Linked DNA regions of Mus musculus: all the other regions are linked to region 4. Evidence: chromatin contacts called from public HiChIP or PLAC-seq and promoter capture Hi-C data. All regions are on one chromosome and are shown on one strand. Each heading gives the region's core, a stretch centred on a gene start, on an enhancer-like site or on the middle of the called end of the contact. The rest is flanking DNA. Distances are from core to core; before and after follow the strand shown.

What was found. Promoter capture Hi-C pulls out the DNA fragments that hold promoters and counts their contacts. HiChIP or PLAC-seq counts read pairs in DNA pulled down with a chosen protein or histone mark. Capture Hi-C pulls out chosen DNA fragments and counts their contacts.
Region 1: a contact with region 4 is called in a promoter capture Hi-C map of liver. The contact joins the promoter of Rasd1 here to the promoter of Srebf1 in region 4. A contact is called at or near these places in 4 of 39 promoter capture datasets (the C10 cell line, cranial neural crest, embryonic stem cells and 1 more), 1 of 484 Hi-C or Micro-C datasets (nephron progenitors), 5 of 115 datasets of contacts at active chromatin or transcription factors (bone marrow-derived macrophages, effector CD8 T cells, embryonic stem cells and 2 more) and 2 of 9 other capture datasets (liver and pancreatic islet).
Region 2: an H3K4me3 HiChIP or PLAC-seq map of the SCID.adh cell line shows a contact between it and region 4, with 19 read pairs. The contact joins the enhancer-like site here to the promoter of Srebf1 in region 4. A contact is called at or near these places in 8 of 39 promoter capture datasets (the C10 cell line, the HPC-7 cell line, HPC-7-derived erythroid cells and 5 more), 1 of 484 Hi-C or Micro-C datasets (bone marrow-derived macrophages), 32 of 115 datasets of contacts at active chromatin or transcription factors (the 230-238 cell line, the HPC-7 cell line, the NIH/3T3 cell line and 19 more) and 5 of 9 other capture datasets (adipose tissue, embryonic stem cells, liver and 2 more).
Region 3: a contact with region 4 is called in a promoter capture Hi-C map of cranial neural crest. The contact joins the enhancer-like site here to the promoter of Srebf1 in region 4. A contact is called at or near these places in 6 of 39 promoter capture datasets (cranial neural crest, embryonic stem cells, hematopoietic stem and progenitor cells and 3 more), 2 of 484 Hi-C or Micro-C datasets (embryonic stem cells and nephron progenitors), 7 of 115 datasets of contacts at active chromatin or transcription factors (the SCID.adh cell line, embryonic basal ganglia, embryonic forebrain and 4 more) and 2 of 9 other capture datasets (adipose tissue and liver).
Region 5: a contact with region 4 is called in an H3K4me3 HiChIP or PLAC-seq map of bone marrow-derived macrophages, with 2.9 times the contacts expected there. The contact joins the promoter of Myo15 here to the promoter of Srebf1 in region 4. A contact is called at or near these places in 1 of 484 Hi-C or Micro-C datasets (the G1E-ER4 cell line), 6 of 115 datasets of contacts at active chromatin or transcription factors (bone marrow-derived macrophages and embryonic stem cells) and 3 of 9 other capture datasets (adipose tissue, liver and pancreatic islet).
Region 6: a contact with region 4 is called in an H3K4me3 HiChIP or PLAC-seq map of bone marrow-derived macrophages, with 2.7 times the contacts expected there. The contact joins the enhancer-like site here to the promoter of Srebf1 in region 4. A contact is called at or near these places in 4 of 39 promoter capture datasets (the C10 cell line, the HPC-7 cell line, cranial neural crest and 1 more), 3 of 484 Hi-C or Micro-C datasets (CD4 T cells, bone marrow-derived macrophages and myocytes), 15 of 115 datasets of contacts at active chromatin or transcription factors (CD8 T cells, the HPC-7 cell line, the SCID.adh cell line and 9 more) and 1 of 9 other capture datasets (adipose tissue).

The regions. Positions count from the first base shown.
Region 1 is chr11:59,963,339-59,966,928 of GRCm38.p6, reverse strand. Rasd1 (RAS, dexamethasone-induced 1) reads left to right here and starts at 1,985. Exons shown (of 2, transcript NM_009026.5): 1 at 1,985-2,409; 2 at 2,563-3,590. The coding sequence starts at 2,124. The coding sequence ends at 3,119.
Region 2 is chr11:60,083,859-60,087,303 of GRCm38.p6, reverse strand. No RefSeq gene overlaps it. Among named protein-coding and RNA genes, the nearest start is that of Rai1, 19 kb to the left of the region's middle. Within about 2 kb of position 1,928, at least 22 of the 459 cell types and tissues checked have an H3K27ac peak or open chromatin away from gene starts, as enhancers often do. A contact at or near this core is called in the 230-238 cell line and pro-B cells, where this site is marked.
Region 3 is chr11:60,383,498-60,386,637 of GRCm38.p6, reverse strand. Drc3 (dynein regulatory complex subunit 3) reads right to left here. Exons shown (of 14, transcript NM_029044.2): 10 at 2,293-2,424. Among named protein-coding and RNA genes, the nearest start is that of Drc3, 32 kb to the right of the region's middle. Within about 2 kb of position 1,352, at least 66 of the 459 cell types and tissues checked have an H3K27ac peak or open chromatin away from gene starts, as enhancers often do. A contact at or near this core is called in embryonic forebrain and forebrain, where this site is marked.
Region 4 is chr11:60,219,218-60,222,512 of GRCm38.p6, reverse strand. It overlaps Srebf1 (sterol regulatory element binding transcription factor 1), which reads left to right and starts at 1,886. Exons shown (of 19, transcript NM_011480.4): 1 at 1,886-2,060. The coding sequence starts at 1,970.
Region 5 is chr11:60,467,056-60,470,595 of GRCm38.p6, reverse strand. It overlaps Myo15 (myosin XV), which reads right to left and starts at 1,257. Exons shown (of 65, transcript NM_001103171.1): 1 at 1,170-1,257. It overlaps Drg2 (developmentally regulated GTP binding protein 2), which reads right to left. Exons shown (of 13, transcript NM_021354.2): 12 at 2,858-2,911; 13 at 1,842-2,532. The coding sequence ends at 2,446.
Region 6 is chr11:60,435,080-60,438,613 of GRCm38.p6, reverse strand. Gid4 (GID complex subunit 4, VID24 homolog) reads right to left here. Exons shown (of 6, transcript NM_025757.4): 4 at 2,165-2,266; 5 at 41-171. Among named protein-coding and RNA genes, the nearest start is that of Drg2, 18 kb to the left of the region's middle. Within about 2 kb of position 1,798, at least 52 of the 459 cell types and tissues checked have an H3K27ac peak or open chromatin away from gene starts, as enhancers often do. A contact at or near this core is called in bone marrow-derived macrophages and myocytes, where this site is marked.

The DNA.
Region 1 (3,590 bases), core at 736-3,235, 260 kb after region 4:
CCTGCCTCTGTCTCCCAAGTGCTAGAATTAAAGGCGTGCACCACCTCTGCCCAGCTCATCCCTCTCTTCTTATTCCTTGGATTTTCCTGGGACTGAAGACTCAGGGGAATGGTGACATTGGCTCTGCCCATCCTGAGTCAGAGCCCCAGCCTTCCACACAGTGCCTTCTGGAGGCAGAGGAGAAGGGCCTCAGCCGGGTGCGCAGCCATTACTTGCCCCCTTAAGAGGCCTCTTCCTGCAGTGACACTCTATGCTTATTACTGAATGCAGCAGTCCTGTGTTTGGCTGAGGCACAGGTCCTTCTCCCAGATGAGGGCAGACACCCCAGGTGAAGGGAGGGGAGCAGGGGCAAGGGCAGGAACCAGGAGGTGAAGGACTCACCCCAACTGGCCTGTCCTAGATCTAGCTGATGAGTCCCGGGTTCCTCAATTGATATGGATGTAGAAGCAGCCTGGGAGGAAGGGGAGTGAATATGGATATCCTGCTAGATTGAAACGGGCCAGACAACCGCAGCAGCCTGTGTAGTGGGCTCTGTTGTGGGGGCACAGGCAGAGGGGAGGAAGGGAAGACTGGGAGCCAGGTGGCCAGCAGCGTGCTTCCCTGTGCTTCAGTTCCCCCATCTGTTAAATGCAGAGTGTTGCTTCTCTGTCTCCAGGGAGAGCATTATCATTTAGCACAGGGACCACCAAATCAATACACCTACGTTGCATGGGCTCCAGGCAGGATGCCCACTGCTGATCTAGAGACTGGGTTTCTGTTGAAATCCTGGATCATAGTGCAAGCATCTGGATGGGTGGGAATGACTTTAGCCCTGCCTGTGGGACACCAAGACTGCCTGGATGGGCAAGGGGCATTTGTCAGCCACTCGGTCTCTGGGCCTCTCCTAAATAAGACGAGGTCAGAGCAGAATAAACACAGCTCACCTGTGTCGTCAGTTACAAGCAGCAGACGCGTCCCGTTTCTCCTCAAGCATCACTCAGTCCTGGTTACTGATCAACCTGCCACCGGCTTCCTCCCCTAGGCAGCCTCCCTGATACTATACTTTTATTGTTCTGACCAGGCCCTGGTCTCGGAACGTGTTTGTACTTAATCTTTACAATCAAGGAACCAGTGTCATCTTTCAGAAAGGGAAACTGAACTACAGTGAAGGTTGTGCTTCCAGGCCTCCTCTGAGATCATCGGCCCCAGTCAGCCACCTCAGTGCAAAATGACGATGAATTGGCCCACGAGAGGGGAAAGTCCCGAAAGCCATAGGAGGCTGTAGGTACTCTGGCCTGTTTTGATTTTTTTTTTTTAAAGGGGCTTGTCTCGAAGTATGAAGTCAGGTACAGACTCTCCTCTACTGAGGTCCCCATCGATCAGATTCTCTCTAGTTGGGAAAGTAGAGCACAGGAAGTCCATGACAGCGCTCCCCGTCAGGGTCCCCAGCCAGCCTCCTGCCCCTCTCCAGAGTGGCCACAACCTTAGGCATCCCAGCGGGTCCGTGGGGCTCCCTGCTTCCCTCTGGTGGCTGAAGCGCAAAGCGCGGACGATAACATAGAAAACCCACAAACACCGGACACTAAGCCCAGGAGAGCACCAAGAGTCCGGGGACCTAAGGGGTTGGCCCTGGGGCAAATGTCCAGCAAATCTGTTGCTATCATCAGATAATATTTTTTGGGGAAACTAAGGCCCAAGAAAAGTGGGTGTCTGTGCACTAGTGTTAAGAGAATGGAGATCCCAGAGGTAAGTGAATCAAAGGCACAGCCAGGACCTCTGCGGCCAAAAGTGGGAAGCGCCGGATCCCACTGGCCGTAGTTTGGATTTAGTTTTCCTTTCAGCGCACGTAGGTCTGAAGAGGAGCCTCAGGCTCCAAGGCGGAGGTCGCTGCGTCTAGGAGGAGCTGGGCGCGTCCGGGGGCGGGACGTGACGCACCTTAGCTGGGAGGTGCCTGGCCGGGCTTCGGCCAACTGAATATAAGGGCGGTGTGGGGCGCGGAAAGCCTGAGCCTGCTGTCTGTACCCAAGAGCCCAGACCAGCTCGCGCAGTCCCGAAGCCAAGCTCTTCCGTCACTCCGGAGTTCTCTGCAGCCCTCTCTCTACCTTCTCTCGGCCACGCATCCGCCCCTGGGGCCCCTCTACCCAATGAAACTGGCCGCGATGATCAAGAAGATGTGCCCAAGCGACTCTGAACTGAGTATCCCGGCCAAGAACTGCTACAGGATGGTCATCCTCGGCTCATCCAAAGTGGGCAAGACGGCCATTGTGTCGCGCTTCCTCACGGGCCGTTTCGAGGATGCTTACACCCCTACCATCGAGGACTTCCACCGAAAGTTTTACTCGATCCGCGGCGAAGTCTACCAGTTGGACATACTGGACACATCCGGCAATCATCCGTTTCCCGCCATGCGGCGCCTCTCTATCCTCACAGGTGAGTGGGGAGTCGACGGGGATAGGGGGACCGGAGTCTTGAGGGGAGTGGATGGGGCTGGTGTGTTGTGCTTGGGGCTTGCCCCTTCACCTGGGGTGTCTGCAGCTCTGTGCCTGGCAGCTGTCCTCACCTTTCCCACTCGTTCCCTTATAGGAGACGTTTTCATTCTGGTGTTCAGCTTAGACAACCGCGACTCATTCGAAGAGGTGCAAAGGCTCAAACAGCAGATCCTAGACACCAAGTCCTGTCTCAAGAACAAAACCAAAGAGAATGTGGACGTGCCGCTGGTCATTTGCGGTAACAAAGGGGACCGGGACTTCTACCGGGAAGTAGAGCAGCGGGAGATTGAGCAGCTGGTGGGTGACGACCCTCAGCGTTGTGCCTACTTCGAGATCTCAGCCAAGAAGAACAGCAGCTTGGACCAGATGTTCCGTGCGCTCTTTGCCATGGCCAAGCTGCCTAGCGAGATGAGCCCCGACTTGCACCGCAAGGTATCTGTGCAGTACTGCGACGTACTGCACAAGAAGGCTCTGAGGAACAAGAAGCTTCTGCGTGCGGGCAGCGGAGGCGGGGGCGACCACGGCGATGCCTTTGGCATCTTGGCGCCCTTTGCTCGCAGACCCAGCGTGCACAGCGACCTCATGTACATTCGTGAAAAAACCAGTGTCGGCAGCCAGGCTAAGGACAAGGAGCGCTGTGTCATCAGTTAGGAGCCCCCAGGGTCAGCCACACAACCTGAGGACCTTTTTTGTTCAAAAGTCAAATCGGATTCCTGGACTAGCGGTCCGTGCCACAGGAGCGCCAATTGGCCTTCTCCTTCCCTCCCTGAGACCCAGCCCGGGGAGACCAAGCCAGTAAGGGACAGTCACCTGCTGTGAAAGGAAAGAGAACTAGCTAAGACAGGAGCTGTCACCTCCGATTCTGGGATGCCAGGACCCAGCAGAGGGGCGCTTGGCATTTTTCTCAAGAGGTTTGAGAAAAAGCGTGTGAAGTTCATCAGCCTGTGAGACTTAAAGTAACTGTCCTGCTCGCTTCAGGGCAGGACTAATAATAGGGCATTATCTTGTCTGTGATTGGTGTTGCCATGGCCGCTGTCAGCCACCTCTGTCCTCAGCAAACTGGAAACTTTGGCTGGAGGTGGGGGGGGGGGGTGTTCAATCATAGCCAAGTGACTTGTTTAC
Region 2 (3,445 bases), core at 679-3,178, 140 kb after region 4:
ATGGGGGCCTGAGAAGTAGAGGTGACAGGATGTTGGTGATAACCTTAGTTCTCTCTCTGTATAGAAAGATCGATGATTGCTCTGGTCTAAGATGTACTCTCTGCTCAGCAAAGCCAAACTTGTTTCTCTTACAGTTCAGGAGACAAAGGCAACAGTAACCCCATCAAACTAGCAGAGGTGTGATGCAAAGCTCCCCCCACCCCACCCCACCCCACCCCCACTGTGAGCCAGGCTTGCAGATGGATACCTTGCTTTGCCTTGCTTGTCTCTCCAGCATTTGCAAAAGCTGCTATCTCTGCTGTTCACCCAGACATTAGGAAGTCAGGACTCAGCTCTGAGGCCTGGCCAGGACCTCTATTCACTATGGCATCCTCCCAGTCTTGCAAAGCTGGAGGCTGCGTCCAGGGGTGTTGCTGAGAGATTTGTGTCTTTCCAGGAGGAGGAGCCTTGGCCAAACTCCCTTCTTCCTGGCCAAGGGAGTCAGTGCCTTTACTGGCCAGAGTCAAGTTCACATCTGGCTGGGAGCTTAGCAACCTCACTGTTTAGAAATGTATTTGAAAAGGTTGAAGAAGTTAGAGCTCTGGGCCTCTCAACCATGGTCAGTTAGGACTCAATGTTCAATGTCCCTAGAGGTCTGTGATGGCTTGTATATGCTTGGCCCAAGGAGTGGCACTACTATGAGGCATGGCCTTGTTGGAGTAGGTGTGCCACTGTGGGCATGGACTTAAGACCGTCACCCTAGCTGCCTGGAAGTCAGTCTGCCACTAGGAGCCTTCAGATGAAGAGGTAGAACTCTCAACTCCTCCTACACTATACCTGCCTGGACGCTGCCATGCTCCCACCTTGATGATAATGGACTGGACCTCTGAACCTGTAAGCCAGCCCCAATGAAATGTTGTCCTTTATAAGAGTTGTATCGGTCATGGTGTCTGTTCACAGCAGTAAAACCCTAACTAAGACAAGGTCCACAAGCTAAAGCTTGTCCACCGGCCTGCAGGTGGTGGTGGGGCATAAGAAGGTAGTCCCCATGGAGAGGAAGTTAAGTCACCGGTGGTACTCCCCTAGAAAGAACCTGGGATCCTGCTTCCTTGCTTTCTAGACACTAAGAGGTAGTCAACTCTGTCAGACTCTCTTGATTCCATCATGATGCTCTGCTTCATCACAATAGACCAACCAACTGTGGACCGGAAGCTCTCAGACCTTGGTATCACAGGAGCTTTGTCACAGTGATGAACACTGACACATCCACCGAGGCGAGGATGGGAAAGGCATACATTTATGAATGGGAATGAGTCTGGGAGAAGGATGATGGATGAGTAAAGAGACAGAGCTACCAAAGGCTCTAGGGGAGGAGCCGCTGAGCAGAAGAGCCAGCCAGAGCCAAAGGTAGCATTAGCTTAGGGAAAAAATGACAGAACGAGGCAGGAGAGGGAGGGGAGGAGATGAGAGTTCCATGGTGGAGCCACAGACTGAATAGAACCCTCCCAAAATTCCCATGCACCCAGGTACTTGGAATGTGACTCTTTTCGTCGGTTTTACAGTACTCTAACAGAATACCACAGAAAAGAAATGCGATACTAATTATCATGTGTATTGTATATTGAATGTGTTTATGTTCTTAATATAAACCTTCTATAATACAAAACTTAGGAGAACATTTTGCCAAGCTGATGTCTTCCAGACTAGTTTCCTTTTCTTTCCTTCCCTCCCTCTCTCCCTCTCTCCCTCCATTCTTTCCTGGTTTCATGTAGCCCAGGCTAGCCTTGTACTTGTTATGTAGCCGAGGATGAACCTTGAACTCCTTCTGATTCTCCTGCTTCTGACTGCTAAGTACTGGGATCAAAGCTGTGTGCCCCCACACCCACTGAAGCAGACTGCTCAGTGTGAAGTTTCCCGGGCTTGTGTTCATGTGCCTCTAATTACATTATGGCTTGTCCTCTTTAAGCAACGATAACTCGACATGTTCAGATACTGCACTTCATAAAGAACCTCTTTGGTGAGGAAAAGGTATTAGACATTGGTCATCTAGGGAGGGTAGCTGTAAACAAGCACATTTTACTTTATTTCAAAGACAGCTTGTTCTCCTGGGCAAGTCCCCAAAGGACTCTGTGCCCCACAGAGACACGTGTGCATCATGCTCACTGCTGCTCTGTTCACAATAATAAGGAACTGTAACTATCTTAGTTAACCACCAACAGATGAGCGGGTCGTGTGGTTCATATACACAGTGGAGTTTTATTTGGCTGTAAAAAACAAACAAACTGTGATCACAAAATTTGCAGGAAGGTGGGAAAATCAGTTTGTTTATTCTTTAAAACAAACAAAAAAACAAACACAATGATTGATAGTACTGGAGAGATGGCTCAGTGGTTAAGAGTTAAGAGCACTGGTTGCTCTTCTAAAGGATTGGAGTTCGATTCCTACACTTGATCTTAGCCAAAAAGCTGAGATGAGATGGAGTTCGAGTCCTAGCATCAGTATACCAACCTTTAACTCCAATCCCAGGGGATCCACCACCCCCTACTGGCCTCCATGGGTACTGCACTCATGTGGTCCACAGGCATCCATGCAAGCAAAACACCAAACCACCTAAAAATTGCAATTTAAAATGACCTTGGCATGATGCTGCACACCTTTAGTCCTAGCCCTTTGGAGACAGAGACAAAGACATGTAAAATATCTGTGAGTTGAAGGCCATCCTGGTCTACATATTGACTTCCAGACCAGCCCTAAACAGTTAAATGGGAAATTGTAGATAACCACAGCCCATTGCCCTGACTGAAACAAATGTAAGTGTGCGTCTGAGAAGAAAGGTGGGCTAGCTTGACAATCCTGGCAGAATGCTGCCGACCATAATTATCACCCTAAGCGGTTCTGTGCAACGACAAGAAATAGATTCTTTTGTCAATTACCCGTCGTTTTGATGCTTCCCTCATGAATTTACAACCCAGCTCATGGACCCTGCCTCAAGTAAGTACTAATTTTTCAAAAATGATTTTTTGAAGTTTTCTCTCCTGGCTGTGCTCTGTGTTCTCCTCGTTATGTTGTGTGCTGCGGACCTTTGACATTCTGCAGGAATGAGACTTCTCCTTTTGGATAATTTATTTAAATGTATATTGATGTGTGTCGGTGTGAGGGTGTCAGCTCCTCTGGAGCTAGAGATACTGATAGTTGTGAGCTGCCATGTGCGTGTTGGGAGTTGAACCTGGGAATTGGTCCTCTGGAAGAGCAGCCAGTGCTCTTAGCCACTGAGCCATCTCTCCAGATCCCAGAAAAGAGACTTCAAACAAAATAACCTAAGCAGTGTTTTGAGAAGCTAGGACATCACCCACAGGACAGAGAGACTTAAACTTGAGCCCAGACTCCAGGTAAGCTCCACTTCAGCTCCTAGCAGCTCCTTCTTCTATAGCTCTTTGTTGTTTGAATTTAACTAAAAGGGGAAGGG
Region 3 (3,140 bases), core at 103-2,602, 160 kb before region 4:
TTTTTTTTTGTTTTGTGTGTGTGTGTGTGTGGTTTTGTTTGTTTTTGTTTTGTTTTGTTTTGTTTTCGAGACAGAGTTTCTCTGTGTAGCCCTGGCTGTCCTGGAACTCACTCTGTAGACCAGGCTGGCCTCGAACTCAGAAATCCGCCTGCCTCTGCCTCCCAAGTGCTGTGATTAAAATCGTGAGCTACCACTGCCCGGCTGTTTTTTTTGTTTTGTTTTGTTTTATTTTTTTAATTTACACTTCTCTCTCTCTCTCTCTCTCTCTCTCTCTGTGTGTGTGTGTGTGTGTGTGTGTGTGTGTGTGTGTGCGTGTGTAGGTCAGAGGACAGTTTGCTGGAGTCTGTCCTTTCCTTAACCACACGGGTCCCTGGAATCAAACTGAGGTCATCAGGCTTGGTGATAAGAACCTTTCTCCACTGAGCAGGACCATCTTGCCAGCCCTGTCCTGGGCCTCTTGCCCATGTAGCTGCCTCCACCAGGACCAAATATCCTGGCCGCACCCCCTCCCCCCTGAATGAAGCCTTTCCTTCTAGGCCTCTCAGCAGCATCTGCCCATCCTCTCCACAAGGGCCATGGAGAGCAATTTCGAGAGCCAGCTCTATTCCAGAGAGCTCATTTAATCTCTCTCGGCCTCTACTTCCTCACATATGAGACAGTTTTTCTATGTAGTACCATGGTGGCTAGTGGGGTAAATGAGCTATATCATGCATAATGATTTACCACATATCTGGCAGATCCAGGAGCTTGGGTAAGTGCTGACAGTCACCCTAGACTTCCAACAACTAACTGCTGTCCCTAGTGCTTAGCAGAGCACTTGGGGCCAAAACAAATCTCAATATTGTTGAGAGAGTAATAAGAACGTGATTAGGAACCCTCCTCTGGAAGACGCTTTCCTGACCCTTCATAGCCTCAGCACTGATGCAGGGCATCACAGGAGCCCAAAACCTGTCTGTATGCAGTACAAATGAGCCCATTCTCGTGTGTGTGTGTGTGTGTGTGTGTGTGTGTGTGTGTGTGTGTGCACGCGCGCGCGCGCTCATGCACAGCATTTTGATGAATACAAGTAAGGTTGTTGGAAGCACGGACTAGAATCTTCCAGCTTCAGGTGACCAGGTGACTGGCAACATGGCCAGGATGAGAGCAAGAACCTGAGAAGTGTTTGGCCACTGAAAATAATCTCCCTGCTTGAAAGGACTGGAAGCCCCCAGCAACCCTCCCCTGCATGCACTGCTTCTGCAGTACTTGAGCAGAGCAGTTCCCAGTGGGAAACGAGCGGCTGCTGTGCTGTGCGACAGCAGATCCATTCTGCGTAGGAAGTGCCATTTGATGTGTGAGGAATTGATTAGGCACCGGCTCTTGGCCCGGCTGTGGCAGCATCTGAGGAGGTCCAATTCATCATGCAGCGTCCAGCCCCCAGCCTGGCTGCGTGCACACACACAAGTCACCCTGGCACACAGATGCTCTTGAGATGCCTGGGCTTTTTCATTCTCCCAAGTTGGGGCCAAGCGGCAGCCTCCCGACATCGCCCACCCCGAGACAGCAGGCACAGGCTGCGGCACTGATGAGCCTTTGTTTGTCTCCCGAGTGCAGGTCCACCTGTCTTATAAGCTCCTGAACTTCCCCTTGGGTCTAATAAGAAATCTGTACTCTGCTGAGCCTGTTTTAGGATGGAGGAGGGGAGATTTTCAGAGGACTGAGTTCACCTCTCATTCTCCATAAGAATCCTTTCCGAGGCAGCAAAGAGAGCAGTGTGTTCCTTTTCCTCCTGTCTCCTCTCCCTCCTCGCCCCACCCCCTCTCTTTTGCATTGCTGAGGATGGAATCCAGGGCCTTGTCTGTGCAAAGCAAGCACTGAGCTATACCCAGCCCCTGACTTTAAGGTATTTTAATAATTTTGGTAAAAGGTGATTTTGTGGTGTGTGTGTGTGTGTGTGCACATGTGTGTGTGCATGTGTGCACGTGCATGCACTCACATATGAGTATGTATACATGCTCATGCTCATTATATGGTGGGGTGTACACATTATATGTGCCTGTGGCCCTGGATGAAGGCAAAGGACAACCTCAGGCACCGTTCGCCTTTTTCTCTCGCTGGCCTGGAACTCTTCATGTTTACTAAGCCATTTGGCCAGTGAGTGCTAGTGACCCACCAGTCTCCATCTGTCCAGTCCTCTCCTGTGTGTCCACTGGGTCACACTGGACACAGGGGAGAGGAGCCTGTGGAGGGCGTGCTTGCAGGGTTCTGCAGCTGCATGCGGGGGCCCCTGGATATATGCTAGTCTGACTCTACCTCCAGCTGTTCCACCAGCTGCATCTCCAGGATCATGAGTGTGTTGAACAGCTCACCGATGCTCTCAGTGCACTCCGTCAGCTTCTTCTCGATGTTGGACAGATCAGTCTCTTCCCGGATGGCATTTAAGTTCTACAAATAGAAATCCGCACTTGGGGGGACTCAGTAGTTAACAGTGTAGTAGGAAGTGATGATTTGGTTTTATGGGTAAAAACTTAGAGTCTAGAGGTGAAGGGCCAAGTTCAAGTGTCAGCCTGCCATGTGCTAGCTCTGACAGCTCTGGGGACGCTGCCTGCTGCTCTGGCACACTGTATACAAAGGCACCTGGAAGTGGCAAGCATGAAAAGAGCACTCAGACCTACCCTTACCTCCCTGGAAGAAGAAGATGAAACTCCTGTGGGCCAGCCTCTTTCACAGTGCCAGGAGGAGGGAAGATATTCTTATCGGGAGAGATGGGAGCCAAGGTTGGGGGCAGTCTGTGCAAATCAAGCTTTAAAAACTGATTCATAGGGCTGAATAGATAGCTCAGCAGGTAAAAACACTTGCTACTTTTCCAGAGAACCTAGGGTCAATTCCCAGCACCCATATGGTAGCTCAAAACTGTAAATCCTGTTCCTGAGGCTCTGATGCCCTCTTCTGGCCTCTCTGGGTACCAGGCATGTAAGCAGGGCACGGACACACAGGCAGACAAAACACCCGTACACATAAAATAGAAATAAATAAATAAATAAATAAATAAATAAATAAATAAAGACTCATAGCAGGCATGATGGCACATGCGTGTAACCCCGGCACTTGTGCGACAGAGAGAGCAAATGAAAGAGGATCAGGAGTTTGAGGCCAGCCTA
Region 4 (3,295 bases), core at 637-3,136:
GTCGGGCTGAGACCCCGCCCTTCCCAGGCTCCCCAGACCAGCTTGTGTGCTGAGCGTCAAAGAGCCCAGCAAGGCAATCCAGAGAGCTTTGGTTGGAGGTCTGGGGTGTTAGACATTAGTTTTCCAAGCTTTCCGCACAGGGTAAAGATGCCCCTTGGCTGCTGTCCTAGTAAACCAATCTGTGGAGCAGAGATTTGTGTTGATCTGATCTCCCACCTTGGGCTTGGTTTTTCTTTCCTTGTCTTCCTTCCTTTCTTTTTCTTTCTTGCTTTTCGAGACAGGACAGTAGCCCTAGCTCTTGCAGCCATGAAATGTGTATTTGTGGATCTGTACACTTTACACAGTTCCAGAACAAGGCAGATCTGTTGTGATGTCCCCAAACACCTTGCCCTTTCCTGCAGAGACAGCTCTAGTAAGTTGACTGGGGAAAACCAGTGAGCCCAGCTACACATCAGGTGTGGTGCTGGTTCAGCTGACCTCTGAGTCCTTCTGGCTGGGACAGGCTATTTGAGTTTTCAGAAAACCGGGTGTCTTCTGATGGTGGGACATGGCAGGGTGACCCCAAAGCAAGGGCTCCATGTGCGTTTTATAGCCCTGCCAACTCCTGTGTAATTTTCTAGCAGCTCCTCTGAGAAAGGAACAAAAATGTGTCCTGGTGAAGCCCAGGCACACCCTCCCTCCTTGCCCCAACTAACTCTATTGGTTGGGAGGTGAAAGCAGCCGAGGTATCTGCAGTCTGAGCAAGGCAGCTTCTGGGCGGCCTGGGGCCCTGACCCTCCCTGGTTGACTCGTAGGTTCTGCCGTTGCCTCCCAACTTGCATCACCTGTGGGCCAGAATGGTCTATTCAATCCACGCCGAAGAACCTCTCCTCCCTCCCTTGCTTTACCTGTTCCTAAGTCACAGGGCCCAGGGTTCACTTTTCAGTCTTTATTCAGGCACCTGGCCTGGCCCCAGGTCACATATGACCCAGTAGCTGGGCTCAGGTCCTCAGGACCTCTGTTACAGAATTCTTTCTTTTTTTTCTTTTTTCTTCTCTCTTCTCTTCTCTTCTCTTCTTTCTTTTTGGTATCTTGAGACAAGGTTTCTTTGTATTGCCCAGGCTGTCCTGAAACTCACTCTGTAGATCATGCTGGCTTCGAACTCAGAAACCTACCTGCTTCTGCCACCCAAGTGCTGGGATTAACAGAGTGTGCCACCATGCCTGGCTCACAGAATCCCTTCTTGACTTTGAGATTCACACTTTTTCTAGATCCTTTTGGAGACACAAGTCATTCTATAGGAGTAGTACGAGCCCACTGGCCCTTCAGGTCCTCTCTGCTCCAATGGTAGGACTGATAGGATTAAGACAAGATCAGAAGTTCCAGCCACCCCCTCCTCCTGCAGGTTCTGCCTGAGAACTCTTCTCCTCTGGAGGCCCACTTCTAGACTTCTAAGCTGAGAGGGTGGACAGGTCTTATGGGCCATGCTTCTCTAACCTCTCAGCTGGCTCATAGATAATTGGACCCTGGCTACAGATGAGGAAAACAGAGGCACATAGTGGAGGGGCCCCACTGCAGGCCTGTATCTGCTGTATTTTGGACCCAGGACTGTCTGGTTCTAAACAGCAAGACTAGGAAGTGAGTTTTCTGTTCTCTGCTCCCACCCTCATGCTGGGCCCCCCATCCCTGGCCCTTTAATCTAACGATGTCTGGGCTGGGTCTAGTCCTGTGGCTTCCATTCGGTCCCTCCCTTGGCCTGATACAGAAGAAGCCAAGGCCCAGTGCCTGTGCACCCGCAGGAGATTGCTAGAAACCAGGCTCGGGCAGGCAGTCTCAACCCGCTAGGCGAGCTGTCAGGATGCAGGCTGGTGGGCGGGGCTTGATGGGAAACCCCGCCCCTCCGCTCAGGTGGCTCCGCCCGCGGAACCCAGTTTCCGGGGAACTTTTCCTTAACGTGGGCCTAGTCCGAAGCCGGGTGGGCGCCGGCGCCATGGACGAGCTGGCCTTCGGTGAGGCGGCTCTGGAACAGACACTGGCCGAGATGTGCGAACTGGACACAGCGGTTTTGAACGACATCGAAGGTGCGTGTCCCGGGGCTCCGGCGCGGCCTGTGCAGGGTCGCACGTCCGGCGAGGGCGCTTGGCCGGGAACTTTGGCGCGTGCGCACTGCGCGATCTGGCGCCTGAGATCTAGGGTTGAGCTTTCCGGACCGCAGTGGGCTAGGTTTCTGGACACGCTGAGTATCCACTCAACTTCAAGCCTGGTCCTGTGTACAGTTCACAGGCCGACCCGGGGTTTCTCATTTCTTGAGTTCACCAAAATTCCCAAGAAAGTCCACGAACCGATATTTGCATTTACCTTGGCTTGCAAGCATCTGGCTACTTTGGATTGAGGTCAGGGAGGTCTCTTTGAGTGCACTAGAGCTAAGGAGCAGCCCCCTCACCGGAAAGGAAAGATACTTTTTAGGCGGAGGGGGAGGCAAAGGCCCTTTAGGCGGGACCTGAGTTTGAGGAATTGGAAATCTGATAGAAGAGAGAAGGTGCTCTCTAGAATATTTTTCAAATTTTGTGATTCTGGGGCAGTAACTCGGATTCTAGAACATATTAACAGGCTTTCTGCGCTGAGCCACACCCCAGGCCACTTAGATCCTTTAAAACATCACTTGAACTCGCTCAGTATGATTCATCTCCCATGTCAACAACAACTACCAATTGGGCGGAGGGAAGGAGTGGCGGCGGATCTGGAGAAGAAAAAAACCCCAGCAAGTCATTGTTACTATAAGATATGTATCCATGTTAGGTGGACTGTTCAACGATCTCTGGTGGCTGTTAGCAGTTTCAAAACATTATATTTCTCTTGCTCGTTTAAGGCTGCTCCACATCCTCCTCCACCCCAGATAATCATGACTGTGTGTCTACAACTACAATGGGGCCTGTGGGATTACAGTAGATTGTGCCCCCTGATGCTCTGTTGATAGACACCTAAGCTGTTTTTTATATCCAACACAGCCTTGGACTGCTGTGCCTACGTCCTCATCAGAGACCTAAATGTGCCATCAAAGCTTGGAGTTACTGCTAGTCACCTGCCGGGCAGTGGTGGCACATGCCTTTAATCCTAGCACTTAGGAGGTAGAGGCAGGTGGACCTCTGAGTTCGAGGCCAGCCAGGGCTACACAGAGAAACCCTGTCTGGGGGGGGGGGGGCGGAGAACAAAAACTGCTAGACACTTAAGAGGAATGAAAGTTTAGAGATATCTTGGCTGACCTGAGATCCAGGCATGGTTAGGAACAGTGAGAGGAGGGATGGGAGGAGGAGAG
Region 5 (3,540 bases), core at 8-2,507, 250 kb before region 4:
CATTGGGTGGGAGACACTGACAGGTGAGGCAACTGCAACTGGGAAACTGAGTCACGGAAGGGAAGTGGACAAAAGGGAAGACAGTGTGGGGCATTTAACTTTCCGGGTGAAGGTACACAGGAAGGACACTTGGGAACGCAGCGAAAAGAAATCTTTGAAAGCAAGGAGAGGTCAGAGAAAAGCAGCCCTGCTCACCCTGACCTGGGCTTTATGTCCCTAGGATTTTGAGAGAGAACTTGGGGGTTTCTGCTGAAGGATGGCTGGAATGAGAGTTACAGAAAGGGATCAGGGTGGCTAATAGTACCTTAGTGACATAGGTGAACACCCCTTACATACAGGCTTAGACTGTAGGACCAGAATGGCTAGATCACACAGCCCAGGACAGGACAGATGGGGAAACCTGAAAAACACACAGCCAGTCCAGGAGTCAAGCCAGAATCCAGTCAGAACTGTCCCCGACCCAGCTTTCATCTTTTCCAGCCGCACGGGAAGAACTGAACAGGCCTGGGCTAGGCTGCTGCTCAGGGAGCTCATGGACCAAACAGCATCTCCTAGGGCTGAGGCTTTCCCTGAAGCTGAGCAGGGAAAGCCCCTGCTGTGTGGGATTCCTTCCCTTGAGTCCTTAGGGAAAGGAGCTGAAATAAATAGCTACACCTTTACCAGTCCTGGTACCCACAAATAGCTACATCTTTACCTGTCCTGGTGTACTGCACCAATAGTTACACCTTTACCTGTCCTAGTGTACCCCACAAATAGTTACACCTTTACCTGTCCTGGTGTACCCACAAATAGCTACATCTTTACCTGTCCTGGTGTACTGCACCAATAGTTACACCTTTAACAGTCCTGGTGTACCCCACAAATAGTTACACCTTTACCTGTCCTGGTATACCCACAAATAGCTACATCTTTACCTGTCCTGGTGTACTGCACCAATAGTTACACCTTTAACAGTCCTGGTGTACCCCACAAATAACTACAACTTTACCTGCCCTGGTGTAACACCGTTGCCAAGGAGTCACACCCGCACTTTGCCCATCTCACAGAAGACAGTGAGGCTCAGAAGGGTACCCAGGAAGGCAAGGCTAAGGTTCAGCTCTGCCGCCCCTTCTCTTCTCTCTGCAATGCCGGAGCCAGTGGCAGAAGCTTAAGGACCCAGGGCCCCTTACCTGGGTCCTGTGGCTGGCTCCCAACCTGCATGCTGTTTGTTGGGGGTCCTATGTCTGCCTCCACAGAGATGGAAAGGAGGCTCAGGCTGCCACATTGACCGCCTGGGGCCCAATGTATATTTAATGACATCTATTATTCCTGTTTTGTCTCTGGAAAGCACAAGCAGCTGACATGGGAACTAGGAACAGCCTGGAAAGCAAGTAGTAGGCTGAGCTGCAGTCTGGCTCCAGCCTTAGAGCTCTCTCCCTTCCTGGTGATTATAGAGAAATAGGGTAATGCAGCCCAAAGCCCTACTTCTCAGGCAGCCAAGAGCACCTGTGCACTGTCTACAGAGAAGCACAGGACCTAGCCAGCACCATCGGGGCCTCCGGCTGCCTGAGCATCAGCTGCCCTGCACTCAGAGAAGCCTTTTGTGAATCTAACAGTCTCAAGGGCGTCCTAAGGATGCCATCTACTCTGGCAGCGGATGCTGGCCTCTAGAAAGGCCATGGGGGGCAGAGGGGACCTACAGCCTCTAGGCAGTCTTGTGCTGGGCAGATTCTGCCTTTTTCTGGTTACCCAGGCCCAGGCCAGTCCCTCAGAAGCCCAAGCTATGCCCATTCCTTTCCAGGTTCCTGCTGTCCCACTCCCCATTCCCACTGGACCAAGCACAGAAACACAAGTTCCCTAAGTCTGGTCTGGGAAGGAACCGCTTCCCCGCACCCCTTTTTTTTTTTTTTTAATTTTATTTCAGAAAGGAGGGCAGACATAGGAGCTTAGAAGGAAATGGAGCCAGACTCAGAGGTCCCACCCAGGCAGGAGGAGGCTGTTCTGGGAGGGGCTCCAAGGGGGAGGCACTTTAGGACACTTTGGCTGGGCCCTGGCTTCCATGAGGGACAGCCCTGTGTTGGGAGGACCTGTGGGAGGCTTCATCCTGAGGCCACTATGTGCTAGAGTTGTTCTCAGGAGCCTCAGGGACCCTACTTGAGCCAGGGTCAGCTTAGGTCTGGCTGGGAGGATGTGGGTAACTAAGCTCCTTGAGTGCCCGGAAGGGGCACAGGGCATGGACACAGGCTGTAGGCTGCTGAGTAAGCCTGCCACAGGCACAGGCTTTATAGGGAATGTCCTCAGCAAAGCCCTGGTCCCCAGCTTTGCCTAGCCCAACACTGTTTCTGAAGGAGCTCATGAATCAGCCACTCAAGAATCGCTTCCTGGGGTTTATGTTTGTACTTTTCCCGTTTGTGTGTTCCAGGGAGGCCGAGTTCCCGGGAGCCAAGCTGCAGGAAGGTGTCGTGACTACTTCTTCACAATCTGGATGACGTCCTCATGCTCCATAGTGTGGGTCAGGCCTACCCGCTGTGGGCTGTACTTGGTGCTGGTACCCTGATGGAAGAGGGCAGAGGGGACACGTTAGTCTCTGGGTGGCCAAGGCTGCAGAGGACGACAGCAGGATGCAGGGGGAGGGGGTAAATGCCAAGGAAGTAGGAGCTCCTACAGTGCAAACTCTGTGGGCCTAGGCAGGGACAGATCCCACTTAAGTCTTAGAGATGGAGAGACCTACTTCCAACTCTGGTTATTCATGGGGTAGGACAGACAGACACAAGGGTCCCCAATGCAGAGGGGCAGTGCTGCTGCTGGGAATGTTGTGCTGAGCCTAACCCTGAGGATGCTGGGTCTAGCCTGCCACCCAGCTCCTGCCCAGACTTACCCACACCAAGGCGTACTTGAACTGGCTGGCCAGTGACCGATGGATGCGGTGGCACTATGGGACAGGAAAGTCAGGGAGATGAGGCCCTGAAACTGGGCCCTGTGCTGAGCAGCCATCCCACATGAGGTACTTTGACAGTCCAAGCCATGAGTAAGGCAGCCATAGGCCCCATAAGCATGGTCCTTTGCTTCACCCTACCCACACCCAGCTCTAAGCAGCTTTGAAATCACACCCAGGAACGTTTCTGCAGGTATAGCCCTCCGACTGCCTCTTCTGGACAACCGCACACATGTTCCCTTAGAAAAGGTCGGGAAGGCTTTTCTAGAACACCCACCCTGCCACTGTCTCTCAAGCCTCCCAACTCCAGCTGTGTCCTAGAGCACCTTGCATATCCCACCCCATTCCTCTCATGGACCCAACCTAGATCCCTCGGTGTTCCTGGGTGGGATGAAGGCCACATGAGGGGCAGCTGGCAATCGCTCCAGAATATGGTTGCTACAGTGAGAGCACCACAGTGGAAGTGCCTGTGAACGGACCATGCGATGTCATTCCACCTCCCGGGTGTGCCTAAATGTTACAGGCCCAGGCCTACAGGAATACCTCCTGAACAGATATGGTAAGTCAGCTCATTGCTAGTACCAAACACAACAACCAATTCCTAACACCCCTATCCCAAGGCCAGA
Region 6 (3,534 bases), core at 549-3,048, 220 kb before region 4:
GAGGCCAATGTCTGAGGTAGTACTGGCCACAGGTCCTTACCATTCTGAGCTCCGATGGTAGTAGTAGCCCTCTATGGAGGCTGCTGACTTCTGAAAGCAGATGTAATAGAAACCAGCAAAGGAAGCACCGCTGATGTCTTTGATTGTGTGGTCCGGGACTAGGAACTGCTCCTGCACACAGATATGGGACCAGTCAAGACCTTCCCTTTCCAGTAAGACACCAGAGAGTTCTAAAGACTGCTAGAAACAAAACAATTAATAACAAAAGCCCCCAAACAAGACAAAAAACCATGATCACATGGTCCTATTCAACTGCTGGGTTTCTGCCTGGTTTGGGGGTGGTGTTCACGGTTACTGCAGTATCCTACCTACTGTGGTAAGCCCACAGAAACATAGCTCTGGATCTAACCGACCAATCCATACTACTTTCCTGCCTACTTGCCTACCCACCTGGTACCTCTTGGAGACCATTGACAGAATAACCTAGAAAGAATAAATTTCAGTTCTGGTTCCCAGGACCTGTCACTGGGTTTTGATTGCCTCTAACAATGAGGTAAGCACATCTACTGGAGTTTCTGGTCAGACTGAATTAAGAATGCCCATGATACCTCACCAAAGCCAAGAAACAGCACCATTTGTGCCACAAAGACAGGCATCTGCCATCTAAACTGGCAACAAGCAGTGAAAGGCTATGCCCTTGCTCCTGGTCTCTGGGAGACAGAGTCAGAAGCCCAGGGCGTCAGGTGACCGGACAAAAGAGAAATTATCTGGAGACAAATCCACTGCTTTAACAAACTTTTTATTTAATTTTCAATGCTGGGATGAAACTCAGGACTTTGTGCGTGCTAGACAAATGCTCTACCACAAACACTCTCCATCTTCTCCAGTATTTTTTTTTTTAATGGACACTCTTTTCTCCCTTTTTCAACCTTCAAATATCATTTTAAAGTTTAATTTAGGGCTGAGGTCTAGCTTAGTAGTAGAACATTTGCCTAGCATGTGAAAACCCTGAGTTACTTCCTCAGCACAGGAAAAAATAATAATCTAAAAATCAGAGCTGGTGCTTTCAAGGATTTGTTGGTATGTTTCCCACTGTAGAGAAGGCTGAGGCAGGAGGCTCAGCAGGTGCTGGATAACAGAGTGAGCTAATACACATTGGATGGCAGAGGGACTAGAGAGGGAAGCTCGCTGTGAGCTATCCAGTGACTGTCTAGTGAAAAAATGATAGCCCATATCCAAAATGATCAGTCACAAAGCACAGACAGCAAGCAAATGGTACTTTACCTGCCTGACCTTTTTTGTTTCTTTTTTCTTTTAATTTTATTTATTTTATGTACATGAGTACTCTGTAGCTGACTTCAAACACACCAGTAGAGGGCATCAGATCCCATTATAGATGGTTATGAGCCAGCATGTAGTTTCTGGGAATTGAACTCAGGACCTCTGGAAGAGCAGTCAGTGCTCTTAACCGCTGAGTCGTCTCTCCAGCCCTAGCTGCCTGATCTTTATGAACACTGTAATATACTGTCATATTGAAGTAGCTTTCTGTCTCCTTTATTTATCAGACAATGGGGACTGGAGATGCTACGTGGACTTGCATTCATGTGGTTGTAGACAGCATATTGCCACGAGAGGCATAGGACTCTCAGGCAAAGACCAATCCATTGAAACCCTAGAGGGAGTCAAGGGCTCATGCTCCACTCCTGGCTCCTCATTTCCTGAGCTGTGGGAAGCAGAAGCCCTTGGTAGAGGATGTGGTTGGAGAGCAGTCATTCTGATGACATTTAAGCTCCTGGCAGGAACAGGACGCAGTGATGACTAGGTTCAAGCAGTTTCCCTGAGTCCCCAGAACACTTGGATGACTCAGCCTGGAGGCTCACAGGATTCTTGGGTGAAAAAAGAGGATACTGGTCAGCGGTGCCTACTGGCATAAATATGCCTGCTGCCCACTAAACAGCATAACCAGTTTACTAAGGTGTGCTCTGCAGCTACCACACCACTGGTGCTTACAAGTATGTAGGTACCCTGTCATGAAGACACGGCATTAAGCAACCAGCATGGAGGGTCCCTGTGGGGAGGGCATAACCTGCAAGAAGAAGTGTGTGTGGGTGCTCTAGAATCTGGCATATGGGTGTTTCGGGAGATGGCCTGGGCAGAATCTTACCTTCCACCTCATGAAGACATAATCCCCATTTTTCAGTTCTTCATAATCAAAGTCGTCTGAATTAAATGATTTTGCATACTGATAAAAAGCCAGAAACTTGCCCTAAAAACAACAGAAAGAAGAGTCTCAGTGATCCATACAAGGAAAGGTGGGTGTCTGAGCTCATGAGAGGACAGCTAGATGGACAAAGAGCTACTTGATTGTGTGCCCAGTAAACACAGCCAGTGGATAAGGTCTAAAGGGTGAGAATGGGCACAGTTCTAGAGTACCCCATCAGAACATATAAAGTAAAAATGGACTAGTGGGACTTCAGCAAAGAAATATAGAGTGGCGCTGGGCATGGTGGCACACACCTTTAATCCCAAACCTCAGGAAGTAGAGATCTCTCTGAGTTCAAGGCCTACCTTGTCTACATAGTTCCAGGCCAGCCAGAACTACATAATGAGACCCTGTCTCAAACACAACAAAACAAAAATACGGATGGGCGAGGACTGTCAAGGTAAGTCCCAGCACTGGGAAGGCTGGAGATAGGAGGATCAAGAGCACAGTGTTATGTTCAGCTACACAGGGATTCAACGCCAGCCTAGAATACATAGCTTACAAAACAAAATGGTGTTGGACAAGGGAGTATGTGACTTTCCTTTTTTCTTTTCTTTCTTTCTTTTTTTTTTTTTTTTGGTTCCTGGCTGGCGTGGAACTCAGAGAACCGCCTGCCTCTGCCTCCCAAGTGCTGGATTAAAGGCGTGCGCTACTACACCTGGCTGGTAGTATGTACTTTTAATTCTAGTATACGTGGGAGGTGGAGTCAAGAGGATTCCTGAGTTCAAGATTAGTTTGGTCTACATAGTAAGTTCTATACCAGCCAGGGCAACAGAGAAGTTCTGTTTTACCCAAACAAAAGACAAACACAAACAAAGGGACTGAGGAGATGGCTCAGTTGGTAAAGTACCTTGAGCTTAGATCCCTAATGCCCACATAAAAGCCAGGAAGGATGTATACACCTACAATGCTAGAGTTGCTCTCAGTTTAGAGAGAGACTGCCTCAAAAAAATGTGCAGAACTATAGAGGAAGATATCTGGTGTCGACCTCTGGCTCTATGTACATGCATAGCCACACCCTCCTACAAGGAACCTATACACTGTCTATCTATCTACTTATCTATCTGCAGACATAAAATGAATAGGACTAGAGAGTTGACTCAGTGGTTAAGGAAATTTTTGCTCTTGCATAAGCAAAGACCCAGGTTTGGTTCCCAGCACCCACACACATACATGCAGGCAAAACATTCAAGACACATAAAATAATAAATCTAAAACAAAACGCAAAGAACCAACCAAACAAAAGCAAAGAAGAGTCATTCTGGGACACT